Linked DNA regions of Oryctolagus cuniculus: all the other regions are linked to region 2. The links are chromatin contacts, called in public Hi-C and Micro-C maps. All regions are on one chromosome and are shown on one strand. Each heading gives the region's core, a stretch centred on a gene start, on an enhancer-like site or on the middle of the called end of the contact. The rest is flanking DNA. Distances are from core to core; before and after follow the strand shown.

What was found. A called contact is a pair of places that touch in the nucleus more often than the background predicts.
Region 1: a contact with region 2 is called in a Hi-C map of an unstated tissue, with 4 times the contacts expected there. The contact joins the promoter of CFAP58 here to the promoter of SFR1 in region 2. A contact is called at or near these places in 3 of 6 Hi-C or Micro-C datasets (ear pinna, psoas muscle and an unstated tissue).
Region 3: a contact with region 2 is called in a Micro-C map of ear pinna, with 6 times the contacts expected there. The contact joins the promoter of STN1 here to the promoter of SFR1 in region 2. A contact is called at or near these places in 2 of 6 Hi-C or Micro-C datasets (ear pinna and an unstated tissue).
Region 4: a Micro-C map of ear pinna shows a contact between it and region 2, with 7 times the contacts expected there. The contact joins the promoter of SLK here to the promoter of SFR1 in region 2. A contact is called at or near these places in 2 of 6 Hi-C or Micro-C datasets (ear pinna and an unstated tissue).

The regions. Positions count from the first base shown.
Region 1 is chr15:25,673,674-25,680,450 of mOryCun1.1, reverse strand. It overlaps CFAP58 (cilia and flagella associated protein 58), which reads left to right and starts at 5,284. Exons shown (of 18, transcript XM_008270490.4): 1 at 5,284-5,464. The coding sequence starts at 5,456.
Region 2 is chr15:25,896,059-25,902,583 of mOryCun1.1, reverse strand. It overlaps SFR1 (SWI5 dependent homologous recombination repair protein 1), which reads left to right and starts at 4,020. Exons shown (of 4, transcript XM_008270482.4): 1 at 4,020-4,568; 2 at 5,732-5,853; 3 at 6,392-6,525. The coding sequence starts at 5,758.
Region 3 is chr15:26,137,470-26,144,514 of mOryCun1.1, reverse strand. It overlaps STN1 (STN1 subunit of CST complex), which reads right to left and starts at 3,206. Exons shown (of 10, transcript XM_008270474.4): 1 at 3,087-3,206; 2 at 2,312-2,502. The coding sequence starts at 2,462.
Region 4 is chr15:26,088,987-26,095,775 of mOryCun1.1, reverse strand. SLK (STE20 like kinase) reads left to right here and starts at 5,252. Exons shown (of 19, transcript XM_002718721.5): 1 at 5,252-6,027. The coding sequence starts at 5,878.

The DNA.
Region 1 (6,777 bases), core at 4,035-6,534, 220 kb after region 2:
TAAGGTAATTTTGCTAGGGGGATATAAAATATCTAGCAGAACCCAAGATTCCCCAGGGACGATTGCTAGCCTGTGAAGAGGCATTAACAACTAAAGCAGCAGCCACCTGCCCACTCTCTCCCTCTCTCTTTGGGTCTGTGGAGTTCCCTCCTCATTCACTTGCTTTATCCTTTTCTCTATGAAAACCGCGTGCCTCTGCCCCTCCTGGGCTCCACATATTCAGTTCAGGCCCCAGTCGTGATTGACTTGCAACTATTGGTCCCAGTTATACATTCCCTTAAAGGAAAACAATAGAATTGGCTGATGTGTGTTTGGTCTGCACCCCTGGGCCATTTAGTTATGGCCCTGAGGAGGAAAGTAGGGCTTTCTGGAACATACTTGTGGGTGGGGGTTTCTAGTCTCAGAGAAGGAGACAGCAGATTGTGTAGCTCCCCCTGCATGGCCTCCAAGCCCACTCCGACCCATCAGAGGAGCAGGTGTCCTTTAGGGCACTGATACTTTGCATTGCAGGCTGGGAATTTACATGCAGGGCTGCAAGTCAGTGTTGCTGTTTATTTCACGCGCTCCCTGGGTGCTGTTGAAGAGAAGAGTATTACCGTGCAAGTAATGCTCTTATGACTTAAGGCATACAGCTTAGTAGTCCAAGGAGAACAGGAATAAAAGACAGTTATGTTCAGGCTTCAACAGGAGCGTTGCAGCGGTCACAGCTCATGATTGCCTATTTGAGTGATTTAACAGAATACGGGGGTGTGTCCTTGGTTGGCCCTGATCCATGAGTTTGCAGTCACTTTTGTGTTGTGCTTCCAAGACTTGCTCTCTTCTCAACATTGGTGACCGTTAGTCCCTGAAAAGGACATCACTCTCTCTGTAGCAGGAGTTTGGCATTCTTGCCTTGCTATCTATCTGCCCAGCCTTATTCCCATTCTTTGATTTTATTTTCTCCCATGTCTCTAACTCATATGTATCATTTAAGGCCAGGCTCAAGAGCCTTGTCTACCATGTTCATTTCCCTAATATGCTGGTCTTCCTTATTTTAGAGCTCATCCAAATAGTTCCATTAGTTTACCAGAGCTGTTCTAACAGAGTACCACAGACTGGGTGGTTTACACAACAGACATCTATTCCTTCACAATTCTGCAAGCTGAAAGCCCAAGAACAAGACACTGGCAGGTTTGATTTCTCCTGAGTCCTCGCTTCTTGCCTTGTAGATGGCTGCTTTCTCTCTGTCTTTCCTCTGTGTGCACAAATTCCTAGTGTCTCTTTGTGTGTCCAGATTTCTATTTCTTACAAGGATACCAGTCATTTTAGCTTGAATCCACCCCTTGGCCCTATTTTAAGGTAATCACCTCTTTAAAGGCACTACTTCTTTAGCTAAATTGTGAGGTATGAAGGAGGAGGCTTTAGGGCTTCTACATTTCAGTTTTGGGAAGATACAATACAATCCATGACACCGGAGGAGACAGGGCAAACAAAACATATGTGATCTTTGTCCCTTTGTTGTTTGACAGCCTGGTAAGGAAGGCAGGTATTAAACCAGCACTTACAGTTTACATGAATGGATCACTTGTTACTATTGTGGGATGGACCAAGAGGTAGCACAGATAGCACTTGAAAAGGTGGACTGGTGTTGGGCGATTTGTTAGAAAAGACTGCCCTGAGGAAGTCAGATCCGAAGAAGGGATGGATGGGAATCATTCAGGTAAAGAGGGAGGGTCCTGTTTTCCAGAGATCAGCAGCGTGAATTCCAGGCCATGAGAAGGAATGTGACATATTTAAGAAATAAGACACCTGTGGGGCCGGCACCGCGGCTCACTAGGCTAATCCTCTGCCTTGCGGCGCTGGCACACCGGGTTCTAGTCCCAGTCAGGGCGCCGGATTCTGTCCCGGTTGCCCCTCTTCCAGGCCAGCTCCCTGCTGTGGCCAGGGAGTGCAGTGGAGGATGGCCCAAGTGCTTGGGCCCTGCACCCCATGGGAGACCAGGAGAAGCACCTGGCTCCTGCCTTCGGATCAGCGTAGTGTGCCGGCCGCAGCGCGCCAGCCATGGCGGCCATTGGAGGGTGAACCAACGGCAAAGGAAGACCTTTCTCTCTGTCTCTCTCTCTCTCACTGTCCACTCTGCCTGTCAAAAAATAAATAAATAAATAAAAAATAAAAAAGCTGAAAAAAACCCACTCAAATGCTACTCCCAAGTGTGAATTAATGCCATCAGGGGTTATAATCTAAGATTTCATATATAAAAAAAGACACCTGTGATAACCAGGAGAGATGGGAGAAGGTCCCAGAAGGTCAGAAGGGTCCGATTCCATAGGACTTTATGTCCTGGCATCCATTTCAGTGTTCACTGCATCATGACTCAGATTGTCTTCAAACACGTTTTATGGGGGAGAGGTGACATGCATGTTTCCCTTATGATCCTTCAGGGAGGAGAACCTATCTTCCAACTCCTTTTGTATTCTCTTTCTATGGTCTGCAGCATGGGGCTGGGCATCAAGTAGGTGCTCAATAAATGGATCAAGTGGGTGTGAAAAATGAGGTGACTAGAAGCCCTTTTATTTGTCTTGGTGGGCATGATTGTCCTGGAGGTACTGAAAGGGAGGACTTTTGGTAGTATGATGCCACCTAGTGATGCTTTTACTTACGACAACACAGGGAGCAGGGTGATGACTGAATAGTCTTCCAGAAACTGGAGACTTAGAAATCAAACAATTTGTTTCATCTGCATAAATGGGTTTGCCCAATCACTCATCCTTTCATCCTTTCTTTGATCCATATTGGTGCCCACCTGCATCCCTTCCTGTGAGTTGAATGTGTCACGTGGCTTCTCAGCCTTGAGGATCCCTGCTTGTCTATGTTCAGGTCTTTCTTTCCCTATATTGTAAGTACTGCTCTCAATATCAGTATCTAGATTGCATGAGTCCCCACAGTACTTTCTATGGACATGGAATGTACTAAATGATTCCATCATATTTTGAGAGATAATTGTAATTTCTGTCTTTCTCCCAATGCCAGAATGTGAATGCAGAGGACAGTGACTCTGCCTTCATCACCTTGGTGGTTCCTGTGGTCAGCCTTGAGCCTGTTGGTAGGGAACCTTGCAGAACATCGGCTTATGACCCTTTAGGAGATTCCTAGAACTCATGGAGATGCATAGCCCAATACGTTATGCTATACGAGAGATGGGTGACGGGGCCCCCTAGGTCTTTTTCTGTTGTTAGAGACCTTCAGGAAGGTTGTGGAGTCTCTCTGGGTCATGGTGACTCCAGAAACTGATGTTTCCAGGGTGTGATCAGATTTCCTGTAAACACTCAGAGCAGCCCAAGTTATATTGCTTGCTTATCTCTACCATGTTTCTATGAATGTGGCTCATCATTTGGTTCATCTCACCCCTCTGGTTCATCCGCCACATTTCTGACTACCTCCATGCTCCATTACAACTCAGCCACATTTTCTTGGTTTGCCTACTGGATACACAGTCTTGGATCATGGATGAGATGTCATTGTATAGATGTCCATTTTCTTAAATAATCAGTGCAATGCACTTTCAATGAAATTTTTCCATGAGGAACTTGAGAAACATTTTTAAAGTTATTTGGGAGCATTATAGTTCACGAAGAGCCAAACAATTTTGGCATAGTAGAAGGTGGTGGTTGGGGGGTAGGGAGGAAACTTGCCTTTCAATCAGAGTGACTTGACTACAAAATTACAGTAATAATGTTGTGGTACTGGCACAGAAACAAGTTAGAGAGCTAAGAAATACCCGTTTACATTTGGCACCTTTCCCAAACCATTTAGGAAAAATGGATTGTTTAATATAGGATGCTGGAAAAATAGCTCACTCCTTGGACAGCAATGCAATAGGATCCCTATCTCACACCATATATAAAGGTGCGAATCCAGATGGACTGGAGAACAGAATATGAAAAAGTAAAACTATAAAGCTAAAAGAAAAAAATGATGGAGAATATTTTTATGCTTTGAGATTGAGAAAGACTCAATTATTCGTCCATAGGGACCACTGACAATGATGGCCATGGCTGCACTGTTTGTGGTACAGGAGTATCAGAGTCAGTCTTGTTATCTAACGTAGATGACGCTTGAGGAAAGGATGGAATGGGAGCAAAATGTGGCTGCCCAGCATCAGAAACCAGGCACTGGGATTACCACACCAACAGCAACAAGGAGAGATCCTTAAAAAGAATATTGAGTGGAACGAGCAGAAAACAAGGTAATCTCTAGGCTCCAACTATTATTATTAAATTATTAAAGAAGTACTGTAAAAATGTTATCCATTAAAAATAGATACCCAAGGAGCCAGCATTGTGGCGCAGCGGGTTAAAGCCCTGGCCTGAAGCGCCGGCATCCCGTATGGGAGCCAGTTCGAGTCCCGGCTGCTCCTCTTCTGATCCAGCTCTCTGCTATGGCCTGGGAAAGCAGTGGAAGATGGCCCAAGTCCTTGGGCCTCTTCACCCACGTGAGAGACCAGGAAGAAGCTCCTGGCTCCTGGCTTAGGATGGGCGCAGCTCTGGCCGTTGCGGCCATCTGGGGAGTGAACCAGCGGATGGAAGACCTCTCTCTCTACCTCTCTGTCATTCTATTTGAATAAATCTTAAAAAAAAAAAAATAGACACCGAAGCACAATAGCTATGTCGTTGAAGATGAGCGTTGGGGATCGAGGGGAAAAAAAAAATCAGAGAGGGCTCTTGTCCCTTTCATGAGTCAGAGTTTAAGGGCTTCAAATCTGAACCCCAAGTCCAAAGCAGGAGGAAGCGGAGGGAGTGTGGAAGCGAGAGGAGGGGAAGGCGTAGTGGAAGAGGCGTCCCACACAGAAGGGAGATACTTGAGCGAGACTGCGTGGCTGCACACACATTTTCCCAGAGGGCGGCGTGTCTCGGGTTCTGCCCTATGGTTTTCTCACCACTGCCCCTGAACTTCATAAGGAGGGAAGGCAGGGGCTGTGTCTGCTCGCCCTTCTTTCCCCTCACGTCTCACGCAGTAGCTGCTTCGTAAGGGTCGAATCCCCTTCGCTTCTCGTCACAAGCCTCATCCGGAACTCTCCAGTCCGCGTTTCCTCCCCAGCGTTAGTCCCTGCTCTTCCTGCTGGGTTCCCCACCGTCCTTTTCCTCGGGGGCCTCTTCCCCTTCGCCCTCTCTGACTGACGCGCACACCTTGGACTCCTCCCAGCCTCCCAGAGGCACCGCCCCCTCCGGGTTATATTTGCATATCCGCCTCCGAGCCCCCGCCCCTCTCGAACGTCCGCGCGCGCCCCTAGTGGGCGTGGCAGTTGCCAGGCGACGAGAGGACGCGCCGAGCGCCGGATTCCGGCCCTGAGCCGGCCATGGGGATAACGTGTCGCTGTTTTAGACCCTGAGGAGAGAGCACAGCCCCTTCTCCAGACTCCGGCCCAGTGTCTGCGGTCTCCACAGCAGCCCCTGAGGCCGCCCCAGAGAGCGTCAAGATGGCCGAGGTCAGGAGTCGGCGCCCTTCCCTGTCGTTTCTTGCTCGACCCATCGTTCCTGTCACAGTGATTCTGATCCTTCATCAACAGCCTATCTCTGCCTGCACCTTTACCTCCCCTGTCTTTCTCTGTTGGCCCTGGCCCTCTACCTCCCGTCCTGCCTTCAGTGGTGTGGACACACTCCGCACCCACTATTAAAGTGGGGCTGTGCCTAAAGCGGTAGGAAATTCGGGAGTTCACAGACCCATGCCTGACGTGTTTTAGGCAAAAGGTGGTGTCATAAGAGAGAGGCACACAGAAATACCGACGATGTCTCACCTGACTTGCGGACCTGGAGAAGGCTTCACAAATGCCCAGACCCCCATTCACCTACTCTTGACCCCCCTGTCACACCCTGATCCCTATGCTGTCACATGTCTTCAGGAAGGCCCTTCAGCCGCTGCCCTGTGTTGTCACTGACCCCTGTGTTAACATCTTGTAGCCTCTGTTTACTCCCCCATATTATAGCACACTGCGTCTTCAGCCTCACAGAGGGGAGATCATTTCTATGACCCTTCAGTGACCTCCTGCCTGCCCATTAGCTCCCTCATTTATAATCTCAGCAGCCTTAGGTCCTTGTCATCACTTGCCAGTCACAGCCTGCACCCACCATGGCCTTCCCCAAATCCTTCATCACTCATCAAAGCTCTTCTCCACTTCACCCATCACACAGTCACAGCCAGGACCAGTGACATGATTTGGTAACCTGGTGCAAAATAAAAGCACAGTGCCTCTTGTTTAAAAATTAAGACTTTCAATACTGGAGAGATGAGCATTCAACCAAGGGTGGGGTCTTCTGAGCAGGAACCCTTTGCAACAGAGTAGGTCCCACACCCATTAAGCCAGGCCTTGTCCCTCCTCTCAGCACCATCATGCCCTCACTCCCCTCTAACCGCTTCTCTTGTCCCCTCTTTACCACCTACATCTCCATCATGTGCCATCTCCCGTATTTCCAGTCCACCTTTGTACACTCCATCTGCTTGTGGTCAACAGCATCCTCCTTTCCTTGTCATAATATCTTTCAAACCCCCACCCCGCACATTCTCTGGGTCCCACCCCTTGCATTTCTGTCTGACATCCTTATTGCCGAGGCCACATTGCTTCTGCCCATACGTCATTCACCTGGTCTCTTTCCTTCCCAGTATGCTCCTCTTGCAGCTTCCTGTTTGCCTTTATTTTCCATTATTTCCTTTTGAGAGTGTTTCTCCTCTTCCTTCCCACTAGTCATCTTGGTTTATTTTCTTCTTCTTCATTGTGCATATATAAGCCCCAAATACCAATGC
Region 2 (6,525 bases), core at 2,771-5,270:
CACCCTCAGGACTGAAACAGTAATGAGAGGCAAGGGTAGAAAACGGAGTTGTGTTTGCCGGCACTTCAAACAGATTTCAATACTGTGGAATTAGCTTGGGGGTTGTTATCTCTCAAACTTCAAGGTGGTCAAAGATGATTATAAGACATGTTCTGTTGCTTAAGGATTTGCTGACATCTAATGCCTTTTCTTCTCCAAATGAACAGAGGAGTGACATTTCTGAGTTAATAAAGCATCTGAGAAGGATGTGGCCGTGAGCAGTACTTTTCTTTCCATTACCTTTTCCCAAACTAACTCCTATGCCACCACCCACCTCCACACACCCTATCTCTTCTCTCACCGTTATTAATCTAACCTGAATCACTCCATTCTTCTCCAAGGGAACACACCCAGCTAGAGCAGTGAATCACAGACACTTTTGCTTCTCTAGTCTTTAATGGATTTGACAAACTTCCAGATCTGGTAGAATAAAAGGACAGGAACTTCAGGCGAAGGGAGGGAGCTCTTTGGGTTCTTGTCCAGTGGATATTAGTTTTTATATAAATTTTCAATTTCCTGGAGAAGGAAAGGTTTTATTGCACTAATGATACTGGCCTTCCCCAAACCTCCATGTCCTAAGTAACCATCGTACTCAGACAATCTCTCAGGCATATGAATCGGCTAAGTCAAAGACTCTCATTTTGGGGTTGAAAATTAAATTCTCTTCTGCTTAACTTGGCTCAACAATATTAATCAGTTAACCCACAAAGGTTACCCTTTGGTAACAAAGTCTTCATCAGTTGTGAAGCAATTACACATTTTGGAGTTCTATATGAGATGGTTAGGTTACAAAGAAAGGAACAGAAATAGTTTGTCAACTGTTCTCAAAGGGAAATTTATGAAATAACAAAACATTGAACACCTCTTTATAATATATAGGTCTATAAGACATGACTTGAATTCATGGCAAGAGAAAGAGTTTTTTAAGACAATCTGTTTATATACAATGTCATAGAAATATTGAATGTTTAAAAAATTTAGATTTTCTTCTGAGTGTCAAAAATTTGTATTAAATTCAGTTGGTGGCCAGCGCCGCGGCTCACTAGGCTAATCCTCCGCCTTGTGGCGGTGGCACACCGGGTTCTAGTCCCGGTCGGGGTGCCGGATTCTGTCCCTGTTGCCCCTCTTCCAGGCCAGCTCTCTGCTGTGGCCCGGGAGTGCAGTGGAGGATGGCCCAAGTGCTTGGGCCCTGCACCCCATGGGAGACCAGGAGAAGTACCTGGCTCCTGCCATTGGATCGGCGTGGTGCGCCGGGGGGGGGGGGGGGGGGGGGGGTTGCAGCGCGCCAGCCGCGGTGGCCATTGGAGGGTGAACCAACGGCAAAAGGAAGACCTTTCTCTCTGTCTCTCTCTCTCACTGTCCACTCTGCCTGTCAAAAAATAAATAAATAAAAAATAAAAAAGAGAGAAATACATTTATAAAAAAAATTCAGTTGGTTTGTTTTAATGAAAATTATAAATCAACTTAATCGTGGAGATTTACACAGATTTACACATGGAGATTCCTCACCCAAGTGGATTTTAATCCTAGTTTTAGGAGTTTATATTTATACATTTGTTTAAAAAATACCTGCGGATACTAGCTATATGAGCCAAAATTTTCATCAATACAGAAAAATCTATGGACTGGAATTTAGATCATTCTGAGATGCAGATTAAAAAATCATCCTAAATCAAGAATTCAAAAAAAATTAATCTACCAAAACAGTAATTTTACTTGTGGCTTAAAAGTGTGTGTGTGTGTATGTGACGTGTGTGTTGAAAAATGGGGGTGAGGGAGGCTATTCACTAACCTTTTTCTTGCCATTGAAAAAGAATAATTAAAAAAAAACCCTCATAAGGATTTTTAAGTCTACATCATCATCCCACCAACAGTCATCACAGACAAGAAGGGAAGCAGTATTTACCACTCCCCGATGAGTAACATGTGGCCAACAGTAACCCTGGGTATTGAATAAATTTAAAAAGATACCCATAAAGTCTGACTGAGGTTGATATGAAGTACTACTATCATTGAATTCTATTGCTCAAATTAGTTTTTCTGGGAGAGTAAGGAATCTTTGCTTTTGGGCTCACTGTGGTAGTACTGAAAATTATGAGGAGAAACATACAACATCCTGTGTCAGAAACACCAAACTCTTTCAAGGTTTATAGATGCCAGGTCCCTAAATACAAGGAAGTGTGTGTTAGGCTTTATCTAAAGGTACAATGAAAAGTACCAGCGCTGTAGATTAGTGGGTAAAGCTGCTCTCTGCAGTGCCAGCATCCCATATGGGTACTGGTTTGAGACCTGGCTGCTCCTCTTCTGATCCAGCTCTCTGCTATGGCCTGGGAAAGCAGTGGAAGATGGCCCAAGTCCTTGGGCCCCTGCAACTGTGTGGGAGACCCAGAGGAAGCTCCTGGCTCCTGGCTTTGGGTTGGCCCAGCTCAGGCTATTGCAGCCATTTGGGGAGTGAACCAGCAGATGGAAGACCTCTCTTGGCCTCTGCCTTTCTGTAACTCTGCCTTTCAAAATACATAAATAATAAATATTTTTTAAAAAAGTATAGGAGCTATATTGTAGATTTCTTACACCAAACTGAAAGCAGAAGGTGAGTTTCTAATTTGATATGTGATCAGAGTAAGTAAAATACAAACATATTTATGAGGATTGAGGGTATATCCTAACAACTCATCAAATTCAGAGATGTAGGTCAACAAAGGCACATTTCTGAAACACAAGTTCTTTTGAGTATTTGTTCTGAAATTCTTCTAAAATCTGGCCCAATAGCCCCATTTTGATGTACCAGTTCACATAACAAAGCAAGTCAGAACATCTGCAAGGCAAGCTGTTGTTTTGCTTTATGCAGCCAGCAAAAACACAGCCCTCGGTTAGGTTGTAATGATAAAAGCAGCTGGTTTTAGGGACTCATAAAAACAACTCACCCTTATGCCTCGAGGAATAGAGAACATGCAGAGTCTGCATTGTGCTGCCAGTGTCAGGACAAATCATTCTGTTCTGTTTTGCAGTGAGACTAATTGGTGCCAGTGGATAAGTGAAGGGAGAAATAATTGCACAGACTTGAGACCTGTAGCTTGGGGGGATGAATAACTGTATCACAACAGCATGAGTTCTTGCTTTCACTTTGTACATTTATATAATTTTTAAAGATTTTTATTTATTTGAAAGAGTTAGAGAGAGAAGGAGAAGCAGAGAGAGAGAGAGGGCGAGAGCGAGTTCTTCCATCTGCTGGTTCACTCCCCAATTGCCAATTGGCTGCAATGGTCAGAGCTGCACCGGTCGGAAGCCAGGAGCCAGGAGCTCCTTCCAGGTCTCCCAAGTGGTGCAGGGGCCCAAGGACTTGGGCCATCTTCCACTGCTTTTCCAGGCCACAGCAGACAGCTGGATCTGCAGTGGAGTGTCCGGGACTCGAACCAGTGCCCATATGGGATGCCGGCATTGCAGACAGCGGCTTTACCCATACGCCACAGTACCAGCCCCTATTTATATAATTTTTGAAAAATTTAGAGGTATAACATACTATAAATTATATGTGCAAGTTTTCTACTTATGGTTTAAATCGTGTGGGATCTTACAGATCACGGCATCTTTATTTTTTAAATCTCTGTTTTGGGGGGCAGAGTTAAGTAAAGGGATGAAAGTTCACGTAACGCAGTCCTTTAAATCAGTTTGGGGATGGTTAATTAATGCATTTGCACGTATGAAAGAACAGTGAGCGCTTCTTAGTTACCTGGCACTGCTGTGGCTGCCTCTCCTGAGCTCCCATTTAATCCTCCAGTCTCTAGGAGGCAGGAATTGTCCCGATTTTCAGATCAGGAAACCGAGGCACACGGACACCACAGTAGAAAGCACACAGAATACAGCGCCGGGATGTGGAGTTCGACAATGTGACTTGGGCGGTTACGTCCGCTAATCACTGCATTAGATTGTCTTTGGGCTCTTTATTTATACTTGGCTTGCTTAGGATTCAAATTTCCTTTTGGCTATTTCCGGGCCATTTTTATCACGTCGTTGAGACGGTGTCACCGTTTACAACGGCCCTTCCGTAAGAGGACTGAGCGCACCGCCCGGACACTTCCCGGATTCCACGTGAGTCAGAAGTCGCTCAGCGCCGCGCCGGCTCGGCTGCCCCACCCGGAGCGGCGGGCGCCGTTGCCTAGCAACAGCCGCGCCACACCGGAAGCCGAGGGGGTTTTCGGCCTGCGCTCGGCCGCGGCCACTTCTGTCTGAAGCGTCGGAGTTCTGGATAGGGCATTGCGCTTCCTGTACTGCGCCACAAGTGGCGCTGGCCTTCCTCTCCCTTCATATTTGAATTTAAAAAAACTTGGAAAACCGAGTTTGTGGCAGCAGAGGGCTAGGGATCCGCTCGGCCGACTGTGTCGGCACCCCTGGGTCGATTTCTCTCAAGCCTGTTCCCCAAGGGCTGGAACCCAACGCTGCTCTTCCGTGGTCTTGAGAGTTGTGACTTGAGTTCCTAGCCAGCCGGGCGGCGTTCGGCCCCGCCACGTCTGAAAACAGTCTTTGCTGAGGTGAGCGCAGACCAGACGGGCTGGAGCCTGGAGAACGGAAGCTGGGGACACAAGCGAGCGCACTTCACAGACGCACAGAAACAAGGAAGCGGGAAGGGCCGCCGCGGACGCCAGCGCGCCCCCTCAGGATCCATGAGTTACTCCCGAAGCTCTCAGCCCGACTCCGGAGCCAGACCGGACGCCGGGCGGGGCGAGGCAGCGCGTTCCCGTCAACCTTGCCAATCACGCGACTCGGCCCCGCCCCGCCACATGACCTTCCCTGGCGGAAGCTCGCGGTCGCGCGCTCTAGGGGTCTCCGGACACGCGGATTCGCGCGCATCAATCTAGCCAATCAGGAGTCTCTTCCGCTCCCGTGCGGCCCCGCCCCTTGGAGCTGCATCGGCTGACGGCCGCGGCTCCGCGCGGTGTTTGAATGCTGTGGGGTTGGCGGAGGGCGGTAGCGTGCTTCGGCCCAGGGGGGTGTCTGAGTGCTGGGCTTCGGGGGCTTGCTGAAAAGCCAGGTAGAGGTTCCTTTCCGCAGTCGGGGGCCCTCGACCCTCCCTCAGGCCTGGGGTGTCTGGAGGGCCGGCGGGCTCCCTGCATGGGGGAAAGGGGAGTGGCCGCCTCTCTGGTTCTACCCCACCGAGTTGGAAGGGACAGCTTCAGTCGACTTCCCTCTTCAGTGTCTGTTCGCTTTTACTCTGAAAGTGCAGACAGGCGTGATTTTTTTTTTTCTTTATATTTTCTTGTTTCTTAACGCCTGGTTCTAGTCAAGCGGCTTTTAGGGTTCGGGATGATTGACAAGTTCAGGTCCGATTATGCCTTTTGAGCCCACTTAGGCCATGTCTCTTAATTATGAAGCTGTCACAACGAAAGAATCACTATCTAAAGTTGTTATTCTCCCTTGCCCCCGTAATGGAGACTTGGAAGATACTTCATGGCTAACAAGTCTCGTTTCTATGAGATACTAGTAGGTTAATTTGTCATGAAAAAACTAGTTGTCCTTGTGTGGGAAGGTAAGTGAAAAACTCCAAAAATAGCGAGAATTAACTAACAAATTAGAAGAAAAAACAAAAAACAAAAAACTGCTGGCCCAATAAAGAAATACTTGGATAAAAATGGAGGACTTTAGAAAGGTATGGTTATTTTGAGTCCCATTTCATAATTACTTTTTCTGGTTCTAGAGGTAACCCAAGATTTCATTTTCAAGATGGAAAGCCCATCAGACTCAGCGGTGATTGCACCTAGCACCCCACAGGCCTGTGCGAATCCGCCATCTTCCCTTGCAAGGAGCTCAGGAAAACAAGTACGGAGATCTTATTCAGTCTTAAGTATCGGCGGGGTTTAACTCCAAAGATTGTTCATTAACGTGCAGATATTTTGTTAAATAGTCATTTAGTTTCTTCTAAGATACAGTGTGTGACCAGCCCCTTCCAGATTTGCATACTGAGCCAATTCATTTAGTTTCGGATTAGATTATTGCAACACTCCAAAGTGAGGAAGTCTGGATCTGCGGTATTATCACGGTGAAGGACTTTGGTGGCAGTGGGTCTTTCCTCAGTCTGCTATCCTATAGCATCTGGTGTAGCAGGAGGTATGGGCTAGATGCTGAGAGAAGTTTGATTATTGGGATGACTTTAGAAGGGTGTTGACCTGGCTGAGGTAGAGAGGAAAATTAATGGAACTTCTGGAAATTAAAGACATTTTGTGATGGTTACTTTAGATATGTGGAGACAGAAAGCCCCCTAGTGGTGTCTACTATAGAAATGTAAGGCTTTTATTTCTAGCACATTTCTTTACATGAAGACTTGGTTAACATTTTTAATATTTTGTTCTCCTTTCAGCCTATGAGTGCAACACTTAGAGAAAGATTAAGGAAAACAAGATTTTCATTTAATTCCTGTTACAGTGTGGTAAAACGTCTTAAAGTTGACAATGAAGAAAATGATCAGAACTTGTCAGAGAAGCCACCCTCTGC
Region 3 (7,045 bases), core at 1,957-4,456, 240 kb before region 2:
CAGAAATGATGATGTTGGCTGCTTTCCAAGGGCAAAAACAACAACAACAACAAAAAAAAACCCAGACCATTTTCAACAATAATTAGGAAATAAAGGTATGGTGAAAATCTCTACAGAAGGCTTTAGTGTAAGGTCAGCCAAGTCCATCTGTACACACAACTGGAAACACAAAGGCTCATCTCATGAAAACTGGGCACGCTGGAGGTTCTCGGCGGCTTCTGACTCACGGCTGCTCTCCAGAGAGCCCTGGCCTGCAAAGCTTCACTCAATAAGGCCGAGTTTAACAAACTTCTCAGACAGCACAGCCAACCCTGAAGACTCACAACTACGCCCATTATTCAAATGTACCCCCCAAACTATGTTACAGTTTCAGGCATTAGGAGCCTGTCTTTAGTAACCACCACTGTAACACAAGTTTTTTGGCTTCTGGTTTTTGTTTTAAACTTTACATTTATGTTTCATGGCTTCAGTTACTTTTTTTTTTTTTTTTTTGAAGATTTTATTTTACTTGAAAGTCAGAGTTACACAGAGAGAGAAGGAGAAGCAAAGAGAGAGAGAGAGAGGTCTTCCATTTGCTGGTTCACTCCTCAGTTGGCCACAATGGCCCGAGCTGTGCCAATCCAAAGCCAGGAGCCAGGAGCTTCTTCCAGGTCTCCCATGTGGGTGCAGGGGCCCAAGCACTTGGGACATCTTCCACTGCTTTCCCAGGCCATTGCAGAGAGCTGGATCAGAAGTGGAGCAGCTGGGACTTGAACCAGCGCCCATATGGGATGCTGGCACTGCAGGCGGCGCCTTTCCCACTACACCACAGCGCCAGCCCCATCTTCTATTACTTTTCTTTTGAGAAGAAAGGGGGTGCTTTCATCCACTGGTTCCTTCCCTATATGCCCTCACAGGGTGAAGCAGAGGGCTGGGAACTTAATCCACAACTCCTGCATGGGTGGCAGGGACCCCAATTACTTGAGCCATCACTGGTGACTCCCAGAGTCTGCACAGCAAGAAGCTGGAGTCTGAAGCTGAAGCTCTGTAAAGAACCCAAGTGTTGGGGCCAGCACTGTGGCGTAGCGAGTAAAGTCACCGCCTGCAGTCCGGCATCCCATACGAACGCTGGTTTGGTCCCGGCTGCTCCTCTTCCTATCTCGTTCTCTGCTATGGTCTGGGAAAGCGACAGAAGATGGCACCAGCATGGGACACCCAGAAGAAGCTCCTGGCGCCTGGCTTCAGATAGGCACAGCTCCAGCCAACTGGGGCGTGAACCAGCAAATGGAAGACCTCTCTCTCTCTTTCTGCCTCTCCCCTCTCTGTGTAACTCGGACTTTCAAGGAAGGAAGGAAGGAAGAAAGGGAAGAAGGGAGGGAAAGAAAGAAACCCAAGTGTTGGGATACAAGAAATGGTGTCGCCAATCCTAAAGGCCCACTCTATATCAGGCACTAGAATTACAATGGACTGCAATTGGCCAGCGCCACGGCTCAATAGGCTAATCCTCCGTCTTGCGGCACCAGCACACCAGGTTCTAGTCCCGGTCGGGGCACCGGATTCTGTCCCGGTTGCCCCTCTTCCAGGCCAGCTCTCTGCTATGGCCCGGGAGTGCAGTGGAGGATGGCCCAAGTGCTTGGGCCCTGCACCCTATGGGAGACCAGGAGAAGCACCTGGCTCCTGCCTTCGGATCAGCGTGGTGTGCCGGCCACGGTGTGCCGGCCACGGTGGCCATTGGAGGGTGAACTAATGGCAAAAGGAAGACCTTTCTCTCTCTGTCTCTCTCTCTGTCCACTCTGCCTGTCAAAACAAAAAACAAACAAACAAAAATGGACTGCAATTACAAAAGTAAACAAGACACAAGACATGGTATCCTTCCCTGCAGTGACCTTACCTTGTTCTGATTCTAACTCAGAACAAAAACAACCCAGCTAGAAAATCGGGCAGGGTTAATCCCCATCTTTGCAAAGAAACCTAAGCTTTACAGAAGGTGAGTCACATGCCAGGTCAGGTCAGGGCCACTGTGAGTTAAGGGGCCAGGCCTACAATCAACGCCTGGCATAGGCCCAGAGAAAAACTGAGCAGTTTTAAATCCGAAAGACCCTGAATACATAGGAAAATATTCCTCCGTACAAAGACCCCAAGCATCTATTCTTTTTTTTTTTAATGGCAGAGAGATGATCTCATTCGAGGGTCCAGGCTAGATTATATCCAAAGCCTGTGTCAGGGAAGGCTCTCCTGAAAGGCCCTCGACTCCAGCTGCCCGCAGCGTTGGGGCAGAAAGAGGTCTTGCGTCTGCAGCCCAAGACATTCCTCAGGCTGACCAGCCACATACCTGGCACTTGGCGGGACTCCTTCATAGCCAGGATATCCCTGACGTAGAGCTTTGCAAAGGCCAGAAACACAGGATCCAAACCCCACAGGAGGGCAGGGGTCTCCTCTTCACACGGGCTGGATTCAGACTGCATCGGGCTGGGCTGAGGCATCCAGCTTCCCCAAAAGGCTCTACGGCCGTGGGCCTAGGACCTAGGCGACACAGAAAGCAAGGCGTCTAACGTGGGCGAAACTAACAGGGCCAACAGGGCCGGAAGCTGTTCACAGGCCAGCATCCCGACTCGGGGGTGGGGGTAGGGAAAAGGATGGGGGTGGGCTCAACTCTGGGTTCCCAGATCTGTCAGGCTGCATGCCAAGGGGCATGGAAAAGGCGTTCCTCGTGGGTGGACCCCCGGGCTCCTTCAGGGCTCTCCCACTTCAAACCGGCTAAACCCCATGATTCCTCATAGGGGAGAATCGTCCATACAAACGTACCCTGAACCCACTTTAATGGGAGGGGTCCAGGGAGGAATGGAAACCCGCCTAGCCACTGTCTTGGGGAACAGTAGGTGGATCAGGTCGTCTCCCTGCCCTTGCACCATCCGCTTTTGGAGATGAGGGGAGAAAAAAAAAAAAAAGGAAACAAAAAGCGGGCCCGCGGTAGCACTTCCTAACGCCTCCGCGCCGCCGCCCGCAGCAGCCTGGGACGCCGGGGCCCCGCCCTTCCGGCGCGCGAGCAGATGGCCGAGGTCGAACCTAGGGTTCCGGCCCCACACCGCCCTCTCCGCGGGACCAACCTGCTCTCCCGGCCCGCCAACTTCCTTCCTGCAGCCGGGGCCTTGCGACGGCCCCGCCCACTGCGCCGCGGCCCCGCCCACTGCGCCGCGGCCCCGCCTTGCGCTCTGCTCCGGGTGGCGGCGGCGGGGCTGCGCGGTGGAGGATTGACTCGGGCCGCCTGAGGCCCCGCCCCCGGCCTGGCCTGAGCCCACTCTCGGGTCCGAAGTCTCCGGGGCCCCAAAGCCACCCCCGAAATTCCGGCAGGCCCAGCTCCTCCCTGCCATTGTCCCTTTTACCCCGCCCCCGCGCTAGTGGCGGGATTCTGAACCCGGATCTCCCAGAGGGTGGGACAAGATCTGTTTGTTTTACTTCCTCACATATTAAAAGAACAACAAAACGCAGCGCCCAAAGCAGGATTGCGTTGTGCTGTAGGTTAACTGTTTGCTTACTGTTGTCAGAGGATCCGCTGACACAGTGGAGATAGTATCGGTATCTAAATTTGAGCCCTCCAATGAAGCTGAGGTCATGCTCTGCCCCAAACAAGCCTGTGCGAGATCATCCTAATACAGTTTGTCTCATTCCTTACTCGGTCCGCCGTCTGGACTGCTGCACCCATGAAGAACTTTGAAAAGCAAGGCATGGCCGCCCTCATGGTGCCTGGCCCCTAGCAGTCCGAATTTAAGCCGAGAAAAGATAAACTTTGCTCCACACCCGCGCGTACATGGTGACATTATTGGGGATGGCAAGAGTTCTTCCTGGGGCCGGCTAAAGCAGCCGCCTGCAGTGCCGGCATCCTATATGGGTGCCACAGATTCAAGTCCCAGCTGCTCCATTTCCGATCTAGCTCTCTGCCACGGCCTGGGAAAGCAGTAGAAGATGGCCCAAGTCCTTGGGCCCCAGCACCCACGTGGAAGATCTGGAAGAAGCTTCAGGCTCCTGGCTTTGGATCGCCCAGCTCTGGCCGTTGTGGTCATTTGGGAAGTGAACCAGTAGATGGGAGACATCGCCCTCTCTGCCTCTGCTTCTGTAACAATGCCTTTCAAATAAAAAAATATTTTTTAAAAGAAGAATTCTTCCTAATTCACATGCAATTGTTTGCTAGGAAGCTGGAAATTAGCCTATGTTTGTGTGAGAGAGACCTGAAGAAAAGAGCATCTGCAGGGGCCGGCGCTGTGGCATAGCAGGTAAAGCCACCACCTGCAGTGCCAGGATCTCATATGGGCTCCTGGCTGTTCCACTTCCGATCCAGCTCGCTGCTATAGCCTGAGAAAGCAGTGGAAGATGCTAGCACTGTAGGTGACAGCTTTACCAGCTAAGTCACAGCACCATCCCCAAGACCCTGACAACTTTAAAAGTGGTCTCAAACAGTGGCAGGAGTCTGGTCACCCTGAGGAGGCCAGTGGTCACCAGAGCTCATTGCTAAACTATTTATCAGAGAAGGAACTTTAAGTAGCTAGAATGGAAACTATGTGTCATTAGAACCAGGGTATTTAATTACCTCCCTGAACAACCTAAGAAGCTAAAAAACCAGAGTCCTAGGTAATGGACAGTCCCAATTCCACTGTATTGGGCCCGTGGAGGGTAAGAGTTTGTCAGAAGACCTCTCTCTGACCAGAGGCAGGCTCTCTTCAAGGACACAGCCCAGCAGGACAGGTGTTTCTGGCACACCTGTCAGGTGGGGGAGAGACAGGTTGGGTGACGTTTTCCTGACTGCCTACATCTGCTTCAGGGTGGAACCCAAGAAGAAAGTCCCCACTGGGCGTGCTCAGAGCCTGAGCTGTCTTCAGGAAAGACTCTCAGGGCTTCCAGGGGTACCAGGCTGGAGAGCAGAGCCTGGGGACTCCAGCTTCCTGCAGCCGAGGTGGAGGAGGGGCCGTCTCCCAGGTGATGTCAGCAGGGCACAAGCCTCTGATGTCATCTTTCATAGAAAAGGGAGGACTCCCAGGAGTCTACGGGGGATTCTTTTGATCTGAAACTCAAACCTGAAGGCGTCATTTACAGCTGAAACCCGAGGTGAGGTGTGAACAGAACTTCAGACAGCAGAAGCATTTAGGGGAGTTTAGAGGCTCCTCTTCCTCTCAGCCTCCTTCCCCGCCAGGCTCCTGCCTGGGTGCAAGGCTAGGCCCTTCTGAAGCCTGCAGCCCCACGGCCAGGCTCTTCAGCTTGGGATTCCACCGCGCTGCCCAGCAGATATCTCAAAACTCAGCACTTAATGCGAGCGACACTTGCTACGGCTTCTCCATGTGAAGCAACTTGGTCTCTCAGGCCTTTCGGACAGAGTAGATGATCTTTTCCAGAAAGTTAAGATTTTAGCAAGTTTCCCTGGAAAGCGAGGAAATTGAACGGGTATCTCATAAAGGTCACTACTGGAACGTCGCTATGGAAGTCATTACCACTGTCAGTTGTCCAAGTCAGAGAAGTCGAGGGTTTCAAGGGCACCTCCCTCTCTCTCACCCCGAGACACACTCAGTAGTGAATACCTGGCAGTTTGCTTCCTAAATATGTTTTCTTAATTTAGTCCCTTCTCCCTGTTCCTGAGCCACTCCAATTGCCTGGATCACTGACACTGCCTTCTAACCAGTTCCTCTGCTTCCAGCCTGTCCTCCCTCCAACTTACTGTCTACACTGCTGTCAGGATGACCCTTGTGAAATGCAAATTAGGGGCTGGTGTTTGGCCTGGAGGTTAATATGTCTAGGTCAGAGTACTGGGGTTAGAGTGCTCTGTCAGTGCCCAGTTCCAGCTTCCTGCTAGGGCAGACCCCAGGAGGCAGTAGGTGATGGCCCAAATAGATGCTTCCTGGCCATCTATGGGAGAGACCTGGATTGTGTTCCTGACTCCTAACTTCTGCCCAGGTTATGGGCATTTTTATGGGCATCTGGGGAGTGAACTAGCAGATGAGATACCTCTCTGTCTCTACATCTGGAATAGATAAATAAATAAAAACTTTAATGTGAATTAGACAATGTTACTCTTTTGTCTAACATATTTCAATAGTTTTCTGTAATTAGTAAAGTAAAATTCAAAATCCTTGCATTTCAAACCAGCTCCCTCTGGCCTGGCCACAATCTACTTCTCCAGGCTCATCTCCCCCAACTCCCTCAAATCTTGCCTAGACTCCAGGCCAGTATCTCATCACTCTTCTGAGGACCACTTCCTCAAGATGTTGATGAAAGTCTGGCCAAAGAAGTTTGGATTGAAGCCCATTATATGGATTTAAACACAGTAATGTGTACCGAGAATATCCTTTTTTTTATAAAAGATTTATTTATTTATTTGAAAGGCAGAGTTACAGAGAGAGAGAGAGAGATCTTCCATCTGCTGGTTCACTCTCCAAATGACCTCAATGGTCCAAGGCTGGGCCAGGCTGAAGCCAGCACCCAGGAGCTTCTTCTGGGTCTTCCACATGCGTGGCAGGGGCCCAAGCACTGGGGCTATATTCTGCTGCTTTTCCCAGGCCATTTAGCAGGGAGCTGGATAAGAAGTGGAGCAACCAGGACTTGAACCTATGCCCAAATGGATGCCAACATAGCAGGGGGCAGCTTTCCCTCCTACACCACAACACCAGCCCTGTGTCCTGAGAATATCTTAAGAAAGGAATGGGATGCATAACATTTGAGCACCAGACTATTAACATATTATGGAATTCAATTTGGGAAATACAACTGGAGGTTTTTGGAACAATTTATAGTTTCTAGAATATGCAATATTCTCTTTTACTGCTCTCACTCTGCTTGGGATGTTATTCATTTACTAATTAATTACAAAAATCAACTGTTCTCTACATGTTGGATGCACATAAGAAAGTACTGTATGCTGGGTATGCAGAAGGAAAAGAGGCTCTGGGTGAGTAATGACATGTTTTTTTTTTGTTTTTGTTTTTGTTTTTGTTTTTGTTTTTTTTGACAGGCAGAGTGGACAGTGAGAGAGACAGAGAGAAAGGTCTTCCTTTGCCGTTGGTTCACCCTCCAATGGCCGCCG
Region 4 (6,789 bases), core at 4,003-6,502, 190 kb before region 2:
GTGCTTGCCCTTGCGGCCTTGGCCATGGCTCTGTGGCCCAGAGTTTCAGTCTTCCTTCAGCTGGATGGCATGGGAGGGGCAGGAGGAAAGCCGGGTATCCTTCGATGTGCTGAGGCAGTTCACAGCATCAGAAATAAAGGTGGCCAATACACATGACAAGACATTAGATCACTAAATTCTAAATTAAAGTGAGGTTATTTTCGGTTTATTGGGTAAAAATTCAAAAGGTGGATAATACCTTGGTGCTGTTGAAGCAGTGGTGAAATTGGCGCTCTCATACATTGCTGCTAGAAAATAAATTGGTATCCTTTTAGAGGCCAGTACAGGTAAAAAAAAAAACTTTTTAATATAGTCTCTTAAAAATTATTTATTTATTTATTTGAAAGTCAGAGTTATAGAGAGAGAGAAGGAGGGAGAGAGAGAAAGAGAGATTTTTCATCCGCTGGTTCACTCCTCAAATGGCTGCAACAGCTGGAGCTGTGCCAATCCGAAGCCAAGAGCCAGGAGCTACTGCTGGGTCTCCCACGTGGGTGCAGGGGCCCAAGGACTTGGGCCATCCTCTACTGCTTTCCCAGGCTATAGCAGAGAGCTGGATCAGAAGTGGAGCAGCTGGGAATCAAACCAGCACCCATATGGGAAGTCAGAACTTCGGGTGGCAGCCCCTAATGTAGTCTTGACTCATCAATCCCACTTCATCAACAGCATCTTCAGGAAACACAATCATGCAAATACATAAAGAGGGCCACATAGGCATGTTCAACTGTGATGTTATTTGTAATGATGTAAAGTTGGAAATTACCTAGAAGCTTACTGCTAGAGAAATGCTTAAATGAACTATGATACAGCTAGACACTGGAATTCTATGCAGCTATTAAAAGGGTTAGACAGGCCGGCGCCGCGGCTCAATAGGCTAATCCTCCACCTTGCGGCGCTGGCACACTGGGTTCTAGTCCCGGTCGGGGCGCCGGATTCTGTCCTGGTTGCCCCTCTTCCAGGCCAGCTCTCTGCTGTGGCCAGGGAGTGCAGTGGAGGATGGCCCAAGTGCTTGGGCCCTGCACCCCATGGGAGACCAGGAGAAGCACCTGGCTCCTGCCTTCGGATCAGCGTGGTGCGTTGACTGCAGCGCGCCAGCCATGGCAGCCATTGGAGGGTGAACCAACGGCAAAAGGAAGACCTTTCTCTCTGTCTCTCTCTCTCTCACTATCCACTCTGTTCCTTTTTATTTTTAATTAAAATTTAAAAAATCATTCAAAAGGCAGAGACAGAAAAACAGACATGGAGAGATTTTCCATCTGCCAGTTTACTCCCCAAATCCCATAAAGGCTGGGGCTTGGTCAGGCATTTGCCAGGTATCTGGAACTCAATTCAGGTTTCCCATGGGGATGGCAGGGTCCCAAGTACTTGAGCCTTCATCTGCCACTTCCCAGGGGGTGTGCACTGGCAGGAAGCTGGAATAGGCAGCCAGAGGCAACAGGATATGGGATGTGGGAATCCCAAGTGGTATCCAAATGGTGATGCCAAATGCCAGTTCCCATTTTTATTTTTTAAAAAATTTTATACATGGAAAAGCTTAGCTTTAAAATATTTATTGAGGTACAATTTACATTCCATAAAATTCACCCTTGTAAATTACAATCCAATGATTTTTAGTGAGTTCTTACAGTTGTACAACCATCACCACAATCCATTTTCAGAATTTTTTATTACCCCCCAATTTTCCCTTGTACTCATAGGGTTAATTTTTTTGCCAAATTTATTATTTTTTCCACTTTATATATATATTATTTAATAAATGTGAATTTACAAAGTGCAACTTTTGTATTGTTGTGGCCCCCCCCCCAACCTCCCTCCCTCCTGCGGCCCTCCCCTCTCCCACTCCCTCTCCCATCCCACCCTTCATCGAGTTTCATTTTCAATTACCTTCATATACTGAAGATCAACTTAGTATATACTAAGCAAGGATTTCAACAGGCTGCCCTCACACAACCGCACAAGGTATAGGGTATTGTTCGACTAGTAGTGTTGTTTTTAAGTTTCATAGTAAAACACATTAAGGACAGAGATCCTACGTGGGGAGCCTGTACTCAGTGACTCCCGTTGTTGATTTAACAATTGGCACTCTTATTTATGATGTCAGCCATCACCCGAGGCTCTTGCTATGAGCTGTCTAGGCTGTGGAAGTCCCTTGAGTTCACCAACTCTGAATTTGTTTAGTCAAGGCCGTATCACAGTGGAGGTTCCTTCCTCCCTTCAGAGAAAGGTGACTCCCTCCTTGATGGCCTATTCCTTCTGCTGGGGTCTTGTTCACCAGGATCTTTCATTTAGATTGTTTTTTGCCACCATGTCATGGCTTCCCATGCCTGTGAGACTCTTATGGATCTTTTAGCTAGATCCAAATGTCCCAAGGGTTGATTCTGAGGCCAAGTGCTGTTTTGGGCGTTTGCCATTCTATGAGTCTGCTGTGTGTCCTGCTTCCCCCGCAGGATCATTCTCTCCCTTTTAATTCTATCCTTCATTATTTGCTTACACTGGTCTTATTTGTGAAATCTCTTCAACACTTACCCTATCTTTTTGATCGGTTGTGTATTTATACTTATCACTTTACCAAGTGCGCTGGCATTGGTACCTGCCTCCTTGGTAAGATTGAGTTGAAATCCCCTGGCACATTTCTAGTTCCACCATTGGAGGTAAGTCTGAGTGAGCATGTGCCGACCTATATATCTCCTCCCTCTCTTATTCCCACTCCTTTGTTTAACAGAGATCACTTTTCTGTTAATTTTAAATGCCTAAGAATGATGCCAAATTTATTATTTTATTAAAAGGGGAACCTTTTCTGAGATTCATTTGTTTCCATAATATATGAAAAAAGCTGAGACTATTTATTAATGGTATCAATTTAACTGTGCCTTGCTAGTGACTTTTTAAAAATAAGATTTATTTATTTTGAAAGGCAGAGTTACAGAGAAAGAGAGAGAGAGAGAGATCTTCCATCCACTGATTCACTCACATCAGCTTCAATAGCTATGGCTGAGCCAGGCTGCAGCTGGGAGCCAGCAGCCAGGAACTCCATCCTGTTCTCCCAGGTAGGTGGCAGGGGTCCAGGTACTTGCATCATCTTCCACTGCTTTCTCTGGGCACAGTAGCAGGGAGCTAGATCAGAAGTGGAGGAACTTGGATTTGAGCTGGCACTCATACAGGAGACTGGTCCTGATATCCCAGGTGGTAGCTTAACCACTGCCCTATAATGCTGGCTACTGCTAGTGACTTAATGACAACTCTAAGCAGGGTTGATATACAGACAGCTGTCTATATTTCTTGCATACAGTTTGATGCGTTTGGAAATGGTATTCATTCATGAAATCATCAATGTCATAAACATGTCCATTGTACAGGCCTGACTATTAACAATGGTTAGGTTGGGGGTGAATTTGAGTGGGGGCAAGGCAGGAGAGGAAAATTACAGTTTCTGAGTTTGTAATTCCTGTATCTGAATTATTAACAACAATGATACACAATCTTTTTTTTTTTTTTTTTTTAAGATTTATCCATTTATTTGAAAGTCGAGGAGAAAGATCTCCCATCTGCTGGTTCACTCCCCAAATGGCCCAATGACCAGGGCTGGGCCAGGCTGAAGTCAGGAACCAGGAATGTCATCTGGGTTTCCCTTGTGGGTGCTGGGACCCAAGGACTTGAGTCATTTTCCGCTGCTTTCCTGGGCACATTAGCAAGAAGCTTGATCAGAAATGGAATAATTGGGTCTCAAAGCAGTGCCCATATGGGGTGCTGGTGCTGCAAATGATGGCTTAACCTGTTGTGCCACAGCACCAGTCCTGATACACAATCTTTCAACATGAGAACATAGTAGTCTTTTCTATTTTGAAAAGAACAAAAAAGGAAACAGACATACACCCTTTGGCCCAAATCTCTTTCTGGTGATTTATCTCAAGGAAATAATCAAGCATGTATAAAAGGATTTTGTATGCAAAGATATTTATTAATGTTTTATTTAAAATAAAGATTATAAATATCTCATGATGCAAGAGAGAATAATTACTAATTGTACTGGAATCTGAAAAGTAATCTCATTCATGTAAAAAAAAAAAGCATGGCCAAAAAAACCTGTTTGGAAATTTAATGAACTCTTTCCAATGGCTACCTCTGGACGGTGGAATTCCACTACTCTTGTATTTGATTTCTTTTTTGCATTTCTCTATTTTCTTCATAAATGATACCAATTAAAGCAGATTAATATTGCTTTCACGTGTGTGCACAAATGTACAGCCTATTGTATATCAATTATACCTTAATAAAAACTTAAAAAGTAGAAGGATCATGAGAAACCGAATCATATTAAGCTTCCTCCTGGAAGAGGGGTTTTGCTGTAACATGTAGGGGCTGGAGGGTAAAATGGTCGGGGAGGGGTGGTAGGTGGGTATTATATAAACAGCAGCAACCCTGCCTTGCTGGATACCTCCACTCACGCATCAGCCAGACCCGTCTGCCTCTCCCACGCCAGGACGTCTCCCGCGACTCGGTCACCTTGCTGAACAAGCAGCCACTGCCCCGAAAGTGCGACCGGAGGCGAGGAGGGCAGGTCACCTTCTGGCCGATTGCAGACGATGCCGGTACGGCCCCAGCCGGGCAGCACCGTCCCAGGCTGGACGTGCCATCCGGCGGGCGGCGGAGAGCCCCCCCAGACATCCCTGGAGCAGTGGGCTCGAGCAACTGTTCTAGGTCCGTGTCAGCTGTGAGACCACGAGCTTGTGCCGGTGCCTCACTGAGCCCTCGCTGCCACCTCCAGGCAGGCGCCGTGAGGAAACTGAGGCAAGGGGGCGTCACCTGCTCCAGGCCACAGGGCTCCGGCTCCCAAGCCAAGGCTCACAGCGCCACCCACACTCTCCTCTCACTATCCTCTGGAATCAATTTAAGAGCTAAAAACAAAGCCCACTTCCCGGCTCCACTCAGGAAGCCTGAGCTTTCATTCTTGACAGTTTTTCCCACATCCAGCACCGAGGCAACATCCGCCAGCGTCGCAACGCGGGGGCCACTACGAACAAAGCCAGAGGCTGACGAGGATTCGGGGTTCGCAGGGCCAGCGCCGGGCCCGCCTCGGGGGACCGCAGGGAACCAGGGCCCGCCGCACTCGGCTCACCAACACTTCGGCGCCGCCAGCCTGCGCGGGCCAACGCGCGTGCGCGGGGCTCAAGGGGCCGCCCCTGCGCGGGCGCGCGGCGGGGGAACGCGCGGGCACGCTGCGGAGTCGGCGTCGGCGTCGGCGCGCGCTCCAGGCCGCGGCTGTGTGGGCTGGGGAGGGAGCGAGGCGGAGGTGGCGGCGCCCCAGAGCTGAGGGGACGCGCGGGCCTCGCGCCGCAGGAATAGAGACGGCTGCGAAGGAGGCCCGAGGCTCGCTGCCCGCGGCCGGGGAGCTTGGCCTCTCGCGCGCTCGTCTCAGCGGCTGCCGGCCGCTTCCCTCGCCCCGAGTGGCCGCCGCCCCTGGAGACTCGTCGTGACACGGGCCTAAGCCGCCGCGGCTGCGGGCGTGCAGACCCGCCGGGCGCCGTCGGGCCGGGCCGGGACCGGGTGGACGGGCGTCCGCACAGGTGCAGCCCCCGCGGGCCGGCCGGGGGCCAGGCGCCCCATCGCGCGGCGGGCGGGCGGGCGAGCCGGGCTCGGCGCAGGGCGCCCCCCCTCGCCGCGGGCCGGAGCCCCGGGCGCTGCCCCGCCCTCTCCGGGGACGGCCCGGCCGGAGCCGCGGGAGCCGGAGACCCCGCGCCGCCGCCCGTCCGCCGGGCTCGCGCGGAGAAGGAGGCGGAGAAACTTTGCCTTTTATTGTTGTTTCTAGTCCTTAAGTGCAAGGAACTCTGTGGGGGAGGAAAAATGTCCTTCTTCAATTTCCGTAAGATCTTCAAGTTGGGGAGCGAGAAGAAGAAGAAGCAGTACGAGCACGTGAAGAGGGACCTGAACCCCGAGGAGTTTTGGGAAATCATAGGCGAGCTGGGCGACGGAGCCTTCGGGAAAGTGTACAAGGTAAGAGGGAGACGACGGGAAGTGGCCTGGGAGATAGAGCAGCCGCTGGCCCAGGGGCACGGGGGCTTCACGCTGCGGCGACCCTTTCCTGCCTCCTTTTTGACTTCGCGGCCAGGCGCTGGAACTTTCTTTAGCCGACCATCCAAGGAGTCGCTTAGACCGGGGGCTTAAGGATTCAACAGAATGGGGCTTGGATGGAGTTTATCGAGGGGACCGGGTTATTCCTGCTTCTCTGTCAAACTCCAAGGAAATGAGAGTTCCGTAATTTACAGGAGGGGTCTGGCCATGGGCCTCCAATGATCTTACAGTGGGACACTCGTTACCTTTTTTAGTGGATTTTTGTTTGGTTCCTGTTTGCATTTCTCTTTTTAGGGTCCAGGGCATACATTAGGCTGTAGCTATAGCTAGTATATAGCCCATCTCCTGGGATCAGAGCCAGGTGATAGCTACTTGGTCTGTCCTTGAGTGGTTGCTTGACAACATCGCATAAAATGGAATGGAATCTCTTAGAAAATTTCCAGAAGAGAAAACTTGCATCTGGTGCTAGTTTCTAAATATAATTATAGTAAGCTTTGACTAGATGTCAATACCAAAGCCTAAGGATAAAGCATTGTATGTATACATATTATTTCTATAGAAAGATTTGGCATTTTAACCTGAAGGCATTCATGTGAACCGTTTACTGTCTGCTAAGGAGCATTTGAGTGATGTCATTGGAATATTTTCATCTTGAAGGGTAAGGCTTTTATGAGACACAGTTTA